Linked DNA regions of Mus musculus: regions 1 and 3 are each linked to region 2. A link is a contact called in public ChIA-PET and Hi-C data. All regions are on one chromosome and are shown on one strand. Each heading gives the region's core, a stretch centred on a gene start, on an enhancer-like site or on the middle of the called end of the contact. The rest is flanking DNA. Distances are from core to core; before and after follow the strand shown.

What was found. A called contact is a pair of places that touch in the nucleus more often than the background predicts. ChIA-PET counts read pairs in DNA pulled down with a chosen protein or histone mark.
Region 1: a contact with region 2 is called in a Hi-C map of cortical neurons, with 2.5 times the contacts expected there. The contact joins the enhancer-like site here to the promoter of Ccdc90b in region 2. A contact is called at or near these places in 4 of 39 promoter capture datasets (the 3T3-L1 cell line, the C10 cell line and hippocampal neurons), 4 of 484 Hi-C or Micro-C datasets (cerebellum, cortical neurons, granulocyte-monocyte progenitors and 1 more), 2 of 115 datasets of contacts at active chromatin or transcription factors (astrocytes and embryonic limb bud) and 1 of 9 other capture datasets (macrophages).
Region 3: an RNA polymerase II ChIA-PET map of memory CD8 T cells shows a contact between it and region 2, with 10 read pairs. The contact joins the enhancer-like site here to the promoter of Ccdc90b in region 2. A contact is called at or near these places in 6 of 39 promoter capture datasets (the 3T3-L1 cell line, 3T3-L1-derived adipocytes, the C10 cell line and 1 more), 3 of 484 Hi-C or Micro-C datasets (the 3T3-L1 cell line and the AML12 cell line), 1 of 115 datasets of contacts at active chromatin or transcription factors (memory CD8 T cells) and 2 of 9 other capture datasets (adipose tissue and liver).

Annotation. Positions count from the first base shown.
Region 1 is chr7:92,313,992-92,318,512 of GRCm38.p6, reverse strand. The region is part of intron 14 of Dlg2 (discs large MAGUK scaffold protein 2); the gene reads right to left. Among named protein-coding and RNA genes, the nearest start is that of 4930567K12Rik, 200 kb to the right of the region's middle. Within about 2 kb of position 1,847, at least 18 of the 459 cell types and tissues checked have an H3K27ac peak or open chromatin away from gene starts, as enhancers often do. A contact at or near this core is called in cerebellum and cortical neurons, where this site is marked.
Region 2 is chr7:92,558,581-92,563,147 of GRCm38.p6, reverse strand. Ccdc90b (coiled-coil domain containing 90B) reads right to left here and starts at 1,999. Exons shown (of 9, transcript NM_025515.3): 1 at 1,513-1,999. The coding sequence starts at 1,612.
Region 3 is chr7:92,710,251-92,714,922 of GRCm38.p6, reverse strand. No RefSeq gene overlaps it. Among named protein-coding and RNA genes, the nearest start is that of 4632427E13Rik, 29 kb to the left of the region's middle. Within about 2 kb of position 3,137, at least 11 of the 459 cell types and tissues checked have an H3K27ac peak or open chromatin away from gene starts, as enhancers often do. A contact at or near this core is called in memory CD8 T cells, where this site is marked.

The sequences.
Region 1 (4,521 bases), core at 598-3,097, 240 kb after region 2:
TGTAAAGATCTGCTCTAGTGAGCAGAAAACAAAGGAGCTAGTTCACTTCTATGTCTAGAAGCCTGTAGACACTTCCTGCTTTACTAAAGTAGGGTGTATCCAGAACTTAAACCTATAACCTCACAAAAGGGCAAGAAGGCCCAGAGGTACTGAAGGCCTTTCCAGGACTGCGAGCACCTCTCCTTTTCCTTGATACACTGTTGGTCAGGAACATCAATCGGCCCACCACAGCTGTCTGGCCTCTGTGAGTTCCAGAAGCAGAGCTATTGATGTCCACACACACACACACACACACACACACACACATACACACACACACACACGTCTCATAGTCTCAGAATTCACACATGAAGCCATGTCAGTAAATGCATTCATGCAATATTGTCTAGGGCTCTATGGTACAGACAGTTGGTGTCCAATATTCATTCTTCTCACCTCTGGGTCACCATAACAATTTGGGCAATGCCCTTAGAAAAGTATCTAACTGCCTATTTAAAGCACATATCTAAAATTGTCTAGTTGCTTTAAATATTTACATATAACCTCACAGTATATATCAGAAACAAGTTCATATTTCCTCAAATATGTATGACAATGTTTATAGCAGCTTTAATTACAGTAGGTCCCAGTTGGAAATCATACAAGTGCTTTTCAACAGAACAATACATGGTAGAAGGTGAGAACAAACTCCCTATGTTTGTCCTGTGACCACTTGTGCTGTTGCATATGTTGTACTTATGAAAAAGACTGATAGATCAAGTTGTAAACTAGAGTAGACTAACAAAATGTAAGAAAATATGAAAGGCTCTTAAAACATTATATTTCATCAAATAAACCAGATAGAGATACATGAACAAAAACTGTATAGGCTAATTCACATGATTAGGCCAGTCTGTAGAGTGAAGTTTAGAATAGTGGTTATCCTTCAGAGTCGGGGTAAGGCTATGGATTGGCCCTGGGAATTGGAAAGTTCTGCATGGTGTGATTTTGTAGAAGTACATTTTTACTAAAATCCACTGATCTGTATATTTCATTACGTAATCACACGTCAGCTAAATACATCAGGGCTGCCTTCAGAAATTACATCTGGCTCTAACTCAGCCTGAGGGAGAGTTGGCAATGCTTTCTGTTACAACAGCAGGCTAATAGAAGGAGCGTTTCTTTCTTATTTATAGCTCTATGTTTATAATTTCAAATGTAACACACCAGGTTGGAATTCTGTTATACAACCAAGGGTCACTAATTAGTTCTTTTTTTCTTCTTCAACACAGCTGACTCCTCAACAACTGCAGATAAGAATTCTCTACAAGCTTTCATTCTGAAGCCCCTGGTGTTCAGGGAGTTTCTGCCAACAGAGCAACAGCAAGAGGAGCAGCCAGCACATCCAAAGAGCTCCCTTTAAAGTACACTACTAAGACTAGGCATGGTATGCACGCCTTTAATCCCTCTACTCGGGATGCAGAGGTAGGTGTTAACTGTGCAATAGAGGCCAGCCTTGTCTCCATTGTGAGCTCCAGGCTAGAGCTACAGCTCTAGCTATAGAGTGAGATCTTCTCTTAAAATCAACAGATAAATAAAACAAGAAAATAATGAAGTAGAATATGAAACCTTGGCAAGTTCTCTCTATGTTTCATGCTAATATTTATATCAAATCATAGGAACTAAATCAGAGAAGAAAGTGACCAATGAGAAGCTGGCAAGACGAGTTCTTCCCTTGGTCCAGTGTGTTCCAGGGTATACAGAGCCTAAATTATAAGAACATAGGAAGCATCCTGATCCAGACAGTCCTCAGTCCCAGGCACGTCCTATTACCCCAACACCCAAGTCTCAGAGCGAAGATAAGTGCTTTGTGCCTGACATGCCCCAGCAGGGCCCCAGATACTTCCCTGTCCTTGGCCCAACAGGTTTATTGCTAATGAGAAATCTGGCTCTGCTGCTCTTTCCTGGCTCCCAGTGCAGGCAGAGCAGATGGAGGAGCCTTGGGAGCTGGAGGTGACAGAACGTTGAGCTTTTCCATTAAGCTGGCTTGATTTCTACGCCGCTCAGATGAAATCGTACAAGAAACTACCTTCAGGAAATCATTTAACAGTTGGGATTAAGCCCCTAAGTAGGAACACATTCTCCAATACTGGCAATACTGGGAGTGTCTAAGAAAGAGCACACAAAGCTCTTTGCATACACACTCCATTCTCCCTACTCCCACTTTTATTCTCTGTGCCACCCCTGTGTTGAAAAATACTAGATATTTTAAACGGTTACCAGCACTGGAGTTAAACAAAGCCAAGAAACAAAAGAAGAGAAGCTTGGAAAATAGAAATATAATCCATTTCTATTCCCAAAGAAAGAAAATCCTAGTGAACAAGCTATACTGGCACCACAGGGCATTCTGTTAGATTTTCGTACGTTGACACTACCTCTTATAAGCAATAAAATGAGGTGTTGTTGCCGAGGACTGCCACATGGACCCTGGTTATGTATGTAATGCTCTGTGAGACATGTTGTAAGCTATAAATCATTCAACCCCTAGCAAAGCTGATTCCTTCACAAGAGCTGCTGCTTTCATTGACACTTCAACCCCAGTGTCTTTACAAGGTAGGTGGAAGATAGACAGTTCCACAATCAGAAGGTCCTCTAACCAGATCTGAGCTTTATCTGATTGATTAGGCTTTGTTATGTGTGGGTTATGTGTGAATATGCACATGTGTGTAAGGTGCACTTGCCTGTGCAGATGTGTGTGGTCAAAGGCTGACAGTGACATGATCTATTTAACTGCTTCTCAATCTTCATTCTTGTGACTGGGTCTCTTATTATTCCTGCTTGCAATTTCAGCTACTCTGGTTGGTCAGCAAGACCTCAAAAGCCCCTCCCTTAGCACTGGAGTTACAGGGCTGTGGCACTTTGCTCAACCTTTATGTGTATAAATACACTGAGTCGTCTTCTTGACCCCCATGGGGACATTCCAAACCTGAGAACAGTAGATCCCTAAGACCTGCGTCTCTATTCTTTACAGCTCTCCTAAGATACCAGTTAAGATGACTCAGAGTTAGTAGACCAAAAGAGATTTTAGAGATGGCCTTGTCGTGTTTATATAGTCTTTACTAAAAAGACAGACCGACAGACATATGCAAGCCAGAAATGGAAGAACAGGGTCACAAAGTGCACAGCAACACACCAATCTGCATCAAGACAGGCAGTAGAATATGTCTCCTGTGAGACATGACTGGGAATACAGCAAAAGGAAGTAGGTAAGTCATGCAACCACCAGGACATCTAACTAACACATACAACAAATACAAACACATACACAAATACAACATACACACAAAAACACACATAACACACACTTAAATGCATACTACAGACATACATACATGCACACACACACACACATAAATATACATACACATAACACACATTCTTTTTCTCTTTAACAAGTACATGTACCATATTACAACACAAAACATGCAACAACACTTTACACAATGCACCAAAGAGAAAAAGGTCAAGTAACATATAAAGGCAGGCCTATCAGAGTTACACCAGACTTTTCACCAGAGACTATGAAAGCCAGAAGATCCTGGACAGATGTTATACAGACACTAAGAGAACACTAATGCCAGCCCAGGCTACTATACCCAGCCAAACTTTCAATTACCATAGATGGAGAAACCAAAGTATTCCACCACGAAACCAAATTCACACATTATCTTTCCATGAATCCAGCCCTTCAAAAGATAACAACAACAACAACAACAACAACAACAACAACAAAACCCAATACAAGGACAGAAACCACGTCCTAGAAAAAGTAAGAAAGTAATCCTTCAACAAACCTAAAAGAAGACAGCCATAAAAACAGAATGCCAACTTAAACAACAAAAATAATAGGAAGCAACAATTACTTTTCCTTAATATCTCTTAATATCAATGGACTCAACTCCCCAATAAAAAGACATAGACTAACAGACTGGCTACACAAACAGGACCCAACAATTTGCTGCTTACAGGAAACCCATCTCAGAGAAAAAGACAGACACTACCTCAGAATGAAAGGCTGGAAAACAATTTTCCAAGCATATGGTCTGAAGAAACAAGCTGGAGTAGCCAATCTAATATCTAATAAAATCGACTTCCAACCCAAAGTCATCAAAAAAGACAAGGAGGGGCACTTCATACTCATCAAAGGTAAAATCTTCCAAGAGGAACTCTCAATTCTGAATATCTATGCTCCAAATACAAGGGCAGCCACATTCATTAAAGAAACTTTAGTAAAGCTCAAAGCACACATTTCACCTCACACAATAATAGGGAGAGTCTTCAACACACCACTTTAATCAATGGACAGATCGTGGAAACAGAAACTAAACAGGGACACAGTGAAATTAACAGAAGTTATTAAATGAATGGATCTAACAGATATCTACAGAACAATTTATCCTAAAACAAAAGGATATACCTTCTTCTCAGCAGCTCATGGCACCTTCTCCAAAATTGACTATATAATTGGTCACAAAACAGGCC
Region 2 (4,567 bases), core at 750-3,249:
AACTAACAACTCCAAAGAACATATTCTTACATTATAGTCTAGTGGCATAATGTATATGTTGCTTCAGAGAATCTTGGCAAATTAAATGAACTAACAAAAATGCTTCCTCTCCACCTGAGGACTGATTCAGTACTTCTGGTCATAAGGCTTGGCAATCTGTACTTAGAAGAATCAATCATCTGTAGTGTTTCTGATGTACTGCTAAGTGTGGATAGTAACAAATGAAGACTGCAGCACCATCGACAAAAACGTAGACAAATCACGGCTTCCTCTGCATCTCACCATCTACTTGAAAATAACTATACTGTGGTATTTCCATGGGATAAGGACCAACTTTCAAATTTGCTAGACTATTGACATTTGTCTATAGTAAGCAGTAAATACTTGTTACACTGAACAGGGACACAAACCATGCACTAATTTTAAGGGGAGACAAGATTTCCTCAAGAGTAACCAGACTTCAAGTGGAATAACTTGAAAATTGTACCAAAATATTAACATTTTTCTGGGGTGTTATATTTTTGGTAAAAGTACACAGATAAGTTGAGATTTGAATTATTTCATCAGATTCAAAACAATGCTACCCCTTTGTGTGTGAGGGCACACATACCTAAGGAGAGAACAGAGGAGGTCTTTGTATCCTGCTCTGTCATGCCCTTCCTAAGTCTTTGATAGGGCAGCTTTTATTGAACCTGGAAGTGGCTGGGGGTTCAACTTTGTGTTGTTATGCTTGTGTGCAGCACAAGTTTCTACCAGTGGACCCACCTCGCCACCCTTTTCTGAAAAGTCCACCAGAATGTGTATTTATAATAACTACCTAAATATGGATTCAAAGATGTGACTAATTCTAGCAGCTAAACAGTAGCCTTGCAAGGGCAGCCTTGATTGAAAGTCAGCGGAACAAATACAATTAAATAACAGGGTGAAAACAAAACAGTGGCAAACAACAAAACCACACAAGTGTGGAGGGCGGAGAAGTGTTTTTGGGTACTGAATAACTCAGTTTATCATCATACACAGATCCAGGAAGAACGAAATGTGGAGGTTGGGATGCCTTTTACGGCGGAAAAACTGAAAAGCACAAGTATAAAAAAAAGCCTTGGAAATAGTTCTCAGAGTAAAGTAAGATATTCTCCAGGATATACAGACTAACAAAGTGTTTGGAAACGCATAGGTTCCAGGACACTTAAAAAACAAAACAAAACCCTACTATGTGATTTGTAAATCAGAACACCCGCAAACTACCTAAGAGTTCATAAATGGAGACGGAACCCCGCCCCGCGCCCCCACCAACTCAAGCCGAGAGGAGGCGCAGGTCCGCAGGGGCTGGGTCTAGGAGGAAGGAAGCCCTCCAGCCAGACCCTGTCTGGAACGCCCAAGACCCACCATCCCCGGAGCTCGCGGGTGGCTCTGCGCGGGTGGGCGGGGCCCTGCAGGGGGTGTGTCACTCTCGCGGACGCCTGAGCGGGCACACCCGCCCGAACCTTCTCCCTGAGCGAGTCTTCGTCTCACCTCTCCGCAGGGCGGGTGACAGACGCCCATGAGGAGTTGAAGTCCAGCGGATTCCGCCGCCGTCAGGGCGCAGGAACCGCCAAATCCAGCGGCTCCTCATAGTCTCGGAGCCCCGCAGGTCAGCAAGGGGAAGCGGAATACGCGTTGATTTTCGCTGAGGCTTTCGGACAATGAAGTCCTCTCACCATCAGGATGCTGGGAAATGTAGTTTCCGGTCTGTCACCAAAGCACCTACTTGAGAGGTTTTTCTTCTACAAAGCTAGGCCTCTTCACAGAGCCACACTTAACACGACTCAGAGCTTATCCCCCTAGCACATCGCCCTTTTCCCATCTCTTCCCGCCTTTACCGCCCTAAGAAAGCGGGGTCTTGGAGAACCTTCTGGCGCCCATTTGCGGGCGGCGAGTTAGTCCCGCAGCAAGCTTCCCAGACCGAATCCAGCGTAGCAGCATAGCATCATGGGACCCGCAGTCCTTGCTGCTGAGGATTGTGGGGATGAGACCGCGTTGTAGCATCGACCAGTGCCCGTGGAAGTCCAAAGCGTATCACACACTTGCAGTTTCGCGTCTCTCTGCTTGGCCCTCTGGTGCACTGGAGGACCAACTGTTTTAGGCCTTTTCTTCAGGGAAACGAAAATTCTCCATTTCCTGGGTCGGCATTGTTCATGATTTAACATTCTCCAACTTCAGTTACCAAAGTCATTGCCCCACCTGGTAAAACCTTGAAAGCAATGTACTAACTAGTCTGTCGCTTACCCAGATTGCAACTTTGTGGGAATCAGCTACCCACCAGCCACCATTTCAAGCACTGAAGCTCATTAAAAACAAAACTTGGTTCCCACCAGCAAGCACTTTAGTAGATTACACATAGAAGGAAATTAAAATGATTCTGTCGTGGGTACTAGGGACAGAGACAGGAGAGACAGTTCTCCTGGGCTGCCAGGTGGGTCCCTGGTATTCAAGCGAAGCACTCTAGACTTTAAAATATTTTCCAATTTCATTTTCAGAAATATCTGAATGCCAGCTAGGTTTAAAGATTAATAATTCGAAGAACAAAGAAAGAATTCCAACAACAATTTAAGTTCTTACTGTACAGGATTTTTTTCCCAGGCTATGTGGGGATTATAAGGATTTCTGCTCTCCAAGTGAAAGACCCACAACATGAGGACTCCCCCACGTTCTGACTCAGGAGAGGCGACACCCCAAATCACGCATGAGAAACGGTCTTGCTGCAAACTGCAAGAGGACTTTTAATTCAAGAGTGCTCTCGGGACCACAGTAATACACCACGCAGGGGTAGAGGTCCCTGGCGCCCCAAGTAGCTGGGTAAGGGGGTATTTAAAGGAAGAAACCACAACTCAAGGAAGTGGGGAAGGCATTGTTGGAAAATACCAAAGATACCAGTTAAGAGTCAAAAGGAAGTGCAAAGTCACAAGAGTCACAAGGAATACCTGGTAATTGTTCGGGTTATCTCTCAAGACAGTTTCTAAGAGCCCCTAACAATGGCACATTTGCATAGCGGGTTCCAGCAATGGTCAGGGGGGGGGGGTCAGGGTAACTTTCTTTGAATGAACACTCTTTGAACCCAGGAAGCGGTGGGTAGAGGAATGTCTGTTTTATGACTAGCATACCTTGGAGCATTGAGTCACATTCCCAAGCCTGGGCCTAAAGGCCCAGAATTTTGCTTTTATATTTTTTCACAAGAACTTGTAATAGAAAAACAGGAGAAGGTAGAGAATAAGGAAACAGTAATATCTTAGTATCATGTAAGTTTTTAAACAATTAATCTTCTAGTCCAGCTGAGAGTGGGATGTTGGCCATATTTGCAATAGCCAAGCTATAGAGAAAGCCTAGGTGCCCATCAACAAATGAATAAGAATTATTATGTGTACAATGGAGTTTTATTTAGTTATAAAGAAAATCAAGGGCAGGAGAGGTGGCTCAGCCATTAAGAGCATTGACTACTCTTCCAGAGGTCCTGAGTTCAGTTCCCAGAAACCACATGGTGGCTCACAACCGTTTGTAATGGGATCCGATGCTCTTTTCTGGTGTGTCTGAACACAGCTACAGTGTACTCATATACATAATTTTTTAAAAAAGGAAATCAAATTCATGACATTGGGGTGGGAGTGGGGGAACGGGAGAGTATCATATTAAGCAAAGTAAGGCAGATACACAAATACAAACATCCCGTGTGTTTCCTCATATGTGCAATCTAGCGGTGTGTATATGTAAGGCATAAAATAGAAGGGGAGGGACTATTAGGAAAGAGAAAGGGGAGAGTAGCAGGAGCAGGTAATGGGGACTAAACAAGCATAAAGTCATTATACTTTTGAAAAGGAATGCCATTACTAAACCCATCATGTGTACAGTGAATGTACACTAATAAAAGAATTTAGAAAAGATGGGAGAAGTAGGATTCAAACATGTTTTCAAGGATTTCTAGTAAGCAGAGATAATAGGACCCAAAGAGAGGGTTAGAGTGAGCAGGCACAAGTTATTAATCCCGTTCTTATTTGTGGCCTTTGCATACAATGCTTTTGAAGCTTGGAGAAAATTTTCTAATGTATTAGATCAACTTCTTCATAAAAGTCAGATCCCAGTTGAAATGCCTCCTTATTAAGCCTTTATGCCATGTGCACATTTGGTGCTTTAGTTAAGAACACAACCTTTTCCTGTCACGAGCTTATCTATGTCCTTCAGGAGGGTGGTAACCACATCTATTGCTATAGTCTCTAGTGCTTAGCATGGTGCCTGGCCCATAACAAGCCTTTGAAAAATATGCATTAAATGAATCTGTGAGTGATCATAATTTGGTAAAGAAACCTTTAGATGGGGCAAAGGAATACATGGACACTGGGTAGAATTAGAGAAAATAGAGGTGAAAAATGAATGAGTAAAGATTTTGAGTTTCATACAGCAGACTCAAGAAATTTTGAAAGTTTTTGAGCCACAATAAGTTAAGAGTCCATTTAAGTCTCTTCCCAGGAGTATTCACCAATGCGGGCAAAAGCATCATTTCCTGTGCCACTGGTGTGAAGTGGCCTGGGCATTGGAA
Region 3 (4,672 bases), core at 1,888-4,387, 150 kb before region 2:
GCCATCTCACCAGCCCCAAGCCCTAACATTCTTCTTTCTTTCTTTCTTTCTTTCTTTCTTTCTTTCTTTCTTTCTTTCTTTCTTTCCTTCCTTTCTTCCTTCCTCCTTCCTTCCTTCTGTCCTCCCTTCCTCCCTCCCTCCTTACCTCCCTCCCTCCCTCCCTTCCTTCCCTCCTCCTTCTCCTCCTCCTTCTTCTTCTTCCTCCTCCTTCTCCTTTTCTTTCTTTCTCTCTTTCTTTCTTTCTTTCTTTCTCTCTCTCTCTCTCTTTCTTTCTTTCTCTCTCTCTTTCTTTCTTTCTCTCTCTCTTTCTTTTTCTTTCTCCTTTCTTTCTCTCTTTCTTTCTCTCTCTCTTTCTTTCTTTCTTTCTTTCTTTCTTCATTTCTTATTTCCCTCCCCTTCCCTTTCCTTCCCTTTCCTTCCCTTTCCTTCCCTTCCCTTCCCTTCCCTTCCCTTCCCTTCCCTTCCCTTCCCTTCCCTTCCCTTCCCTTCCCTTCCCTTCCCTTCCCCCCTTCCCTTCCCTTCCCTTCCCTTCCCTTCCCTTCCCTTCCCTTCCCTTCCCTTCCCTTCCCTTCCCTTCCCTTCCCTTCCCTTCTCTTTTCTTTTCTTTTCTTTTCTTTTCTCTCTTTTTTGGTAGATACTCCCTATAGCCCAGGCTAGCCATTAACTATGTAACTTTGAATTGGCTCCAACTTATAATTATCCTGCTTCAGTCATAACTGTGCCTTTTAATACCCTACTTTAACCTGCCATCAGATTGGACATGGAATATATACATAGAAAAGGTAAAAACCCGGAAATATATTGTGAGGACTGGGTGTGGCAGCAATCCCAAGAAAGCGCCAGGGACTGCAGCTAAGTCTTATGACTTGCACCTGACTTCCTCATACACCTGAAAATAAGCCACAACCATCGTGAGAGCTGTGCAGGTGCACCAGGATACTGGTGAATCCATTTTGGTGGAGACATGCCCCTGCTGCCCTGATTAGCTGAAGCTGCATGCCTGGTGAGGTGACGTGGCCTGCTGTGAGAGGATGAGGGCTAAGAGTATATAAGAGTGAGAGGCCCGGGTTAGAGAGAGAGAACAAGTTGAGAGAGAAAAACTTGAAGTGAGAGAGATGAAGACGGAAGTTTGCTGAATAAACTGCTGTTAGAAGGACTGGTGGTCGTGTCGTTCTTGCTGGTCGAGAGCGGACGCGACAATATATAATTCAGTGAATGATCACAAAATAAAAATGGTCACAACTACTACTAAGTTCAAGAACTATAACTCCATGCTGTCCCCAAGTACCTTGACTCCTTTGCCTATGACACTCCTATGGGAGTGTGGCTCCCAGTTAGTTTATGCCCCAGCACCACATGACAAAGAAAAATTGTAGGCTGGAGAGATGGTTGAGAGGTTAAGACTGTGCACTGCTCTTGCAGAGGACCTGAGCATGCTTCCCAGCACCCACATCAGGCAGCTCACATCTGCCAGTAACCCCAGTTCCAGGGGATCGGCTTCTCTTCTAGCCTCTGAGAGCCCTTCCACTCACATGTGCATATGTCCACACAGATACACACATAAGCACATAACCTTTAAAATAAATCTTTTAAAACTGGTAACTACCATACTGAATTTCATAATGACTTTATGTTTTACAGTATGAAAGAGACCAAGCACTTGAAAAATAAAGACAGGCAGATCACTGCAAATTTAAGGTCAGCCTGGACTACATAGAGAATTCCAGGCCAGCCAGGGCTACATAGCGAGACATTGTGTGTACACCTAGAAATGAACCACTATAGTTTAGTTTTAGCTTATTTGTACACTGTAACAGTGAAATAATAGATACATTATTTTGAGTTTGATGTTGTTAGCACATGAAGTTTATTTCTTCATTGTATAGAGTTCTGTTATAAAGATATTAATTTAGTTATTCATTTTATTGTATGTTAATGTTTAGGTTTTCTCACTTGTGAAAAATGCTGAATGCTGTTATAATTGTACTTTTATAAACTTTATTATGAAAAGAACCTTGAAAATAAATACAAACATCACAGACACACAAATCAACCAGACCCAAAGTCTACACAAACCAATAAGCTCTGTACAGTTAAAATAAGAAGCTAGGGGTTGGAGAGATGGCTCAGTCCTGGCTACCCCTACACAGGTTCTTGCTGTATAACTAGGGTGGCCTACAGCTTACTATGTAGACCAGGCTAGCCTTGAACTCACAGAGATCTGCCTGTCTCTACTTCCTGAGTGCTGGGAACAAAGGCATGTGTCACCATGCCTGGTCAGTTCAAAGTATTTTTAGAAGTCCAAAACCTCCCAAATGACTGCTCAGATTTTCATTGTGTGTGTCTCTATGCCTGGCCCCTTTCCTTCGTTTCATCTTTCTGCGAGGCCATTTGAATGGGCATGCAGAGACGTTTATGTTTTAATATTTCCCAGAGGACTGCCGCTTTTTTGGCCATTTAATTATCCTCTTTTGTAAGGTGCCCACCAAGACTTTTGAACAATTGTAAAACTGAATGTTTCTGCTTTTTTTTTTGGCCATTTAATTATCCTCTTTTGTAAGGTGCCCACCAAGACTTTTGAACAATTGTAAAACTGAATGTTTCTGCTTTCTCATTAATTTGTGGCTGTTTTCCCTCTATCTGAGGTAGGAGGTAGCAGATGGTGTGTGTTGCATGTATATCTAATTCTCTGGGATGCCTTTTTTTCTATGTTTATTGCTTCTGTAGATGAGTAGATGTTTTTCTTTTGTGTGGGGTCAGATTCCTGAATCTTTTGTGCCTTGCTTTTCTGGATTGGACTTGGATCTTTTCCCCTGTTTCACTGTGGGTATTCCCATTTGGAATATCTTACGTCTTAGATCTTTCTACCTTCCAATTTATGAGTAGAATGTACTTACAATTGAAGTTTATATTGTCTTTTTTTCTTCAGAATGTGAAAAATTAATGTTCCTGAACCAGTAACTCAAGACTGACAGTCCTAAAGCACCATGTTTGAAGAAATCAGAGGTTCAACACAGCATTTCATCTCTGGACACAGTATTTTCTAGTCTACTGCTCAACCTTCTGTCCCTGCACTGTGACCAAACTGATTTAATGACTGTGCTTTATCCTAAACCACAGTATTTGGTAGACCAGCCCACTTCCTGCTTTCTAACTGGTTTCGCTACTTTAATCGTCTCTCTATCTCTGTAAAATTTAAAACCAGTGTATTACAGTATCAAACAAAGTGAAACTTTCTGATTTGGAATTGAATTGCACTGTACCTATAGTTTGGGTGAACTGACAACTGTAAGGTGATTTCATCTTATGCCCAGCGATATAGTATAGACCTTTCCTTTATTTGATTTTTCTTCAATTTCTTTCCAAGAAAAAGTTTGTGTTTGAAACTTTTGACGCTATTCTTTCTCTTCTGCTCCCTTCCTTCTTCACTCTGCCCACTGAGCTAGCTTCCTATGTTTTCATTTCTGTCTTTTAGTTTCTCTTATTTATTCCACTAAGAGTTTAAAGCAGGAGGGATAGCTGAGCTAATCACACTATTAAGCCATTGTATTGACTACAAAGTAGAATCAAGATACCTTTAGAAGACCAGTCCTAATCCAGTTCACTTGATGACAGCGTCTTGGGCTAGGAGAATGACAGACATGGAGGGAAGTGTGTAGACTGGGGCTGTATCCTGGGATAAATATGGTCAAATATTATGCTAAACATCTGCAAACATATCAAACATACACCCTGTATATGATCAAGTGTCTCCTCCAAACTTGTACAGTCTGAGGTTTATTCCCACTTAGAGTAGCAGGCAGCTCACTCCTCCTGCGCAGCCTACTTGATTTATTCTGTTCACTGCACAAATGTTGCTCTTTGTAGGTCCCTGGGCGAGACCTTGCTTAGGAGAACTGATCCAGACGCAGTCCCTTCTCTGGAAGCCTAGAGAAACGCTTGCCTCATACAGAGTCCCTTCTCGGAGACTCCGTCCTCTAGTCTTTGAGAACAAGACTGCTCTCTCCTTGGATATTTGCACAGATTAGCAGGCTTCAGGGAAGCCCTCTTCTGCTTTGCTCTCTATTTCTTTCTCTTCGTTAACCCGGTATAAACTTCTCTGTCTCTATCTTCCTTTCTTTCTACCTTCCTCCTCTCTTTTTAAACTCAAGGGCTCTTGATAATCCAAGGTACCCTCCAGACCATGCTCCTCCTGGCCCTCCTATGGAATGACAGCTTCACTACTCTGGACTCAAGTTCCTTTATTGTTATGGTCCAGATCTGACAAACTTGAAGTAAGTTGTGTGTGTGTGTGTGTGTGTGTGTGTGTGTGTGTGTGTGTGTTGACCTTGTAGCCCAGGCTGGCCTCAAACTTACTGTGTAGCAAAAGCCAGCCTTGAATTCCTGATCCAAGTATTCAACTTATGGTTGTTAGCTCCATACCAAGTTTATTTTTTCAAAAGTTATCATGTCATTTCTGTACTGTTCTTTATAAACCAATTCCTAGGGGAAAGGTGCTTGTTTATTTATAGTTGACTATTCTTGCTAATATTTGCATTTGGCCCTAGTGGTTTGTTTTTTTAAACTGTCTTCTTTAGGGACTGTATAAATCAAGTGTCTAATTAGCTTTGGGAACAAAATACTAAGCAGCCATGCAACCAATTACCTTGCTGGGTTCAGCAGACACTAAATG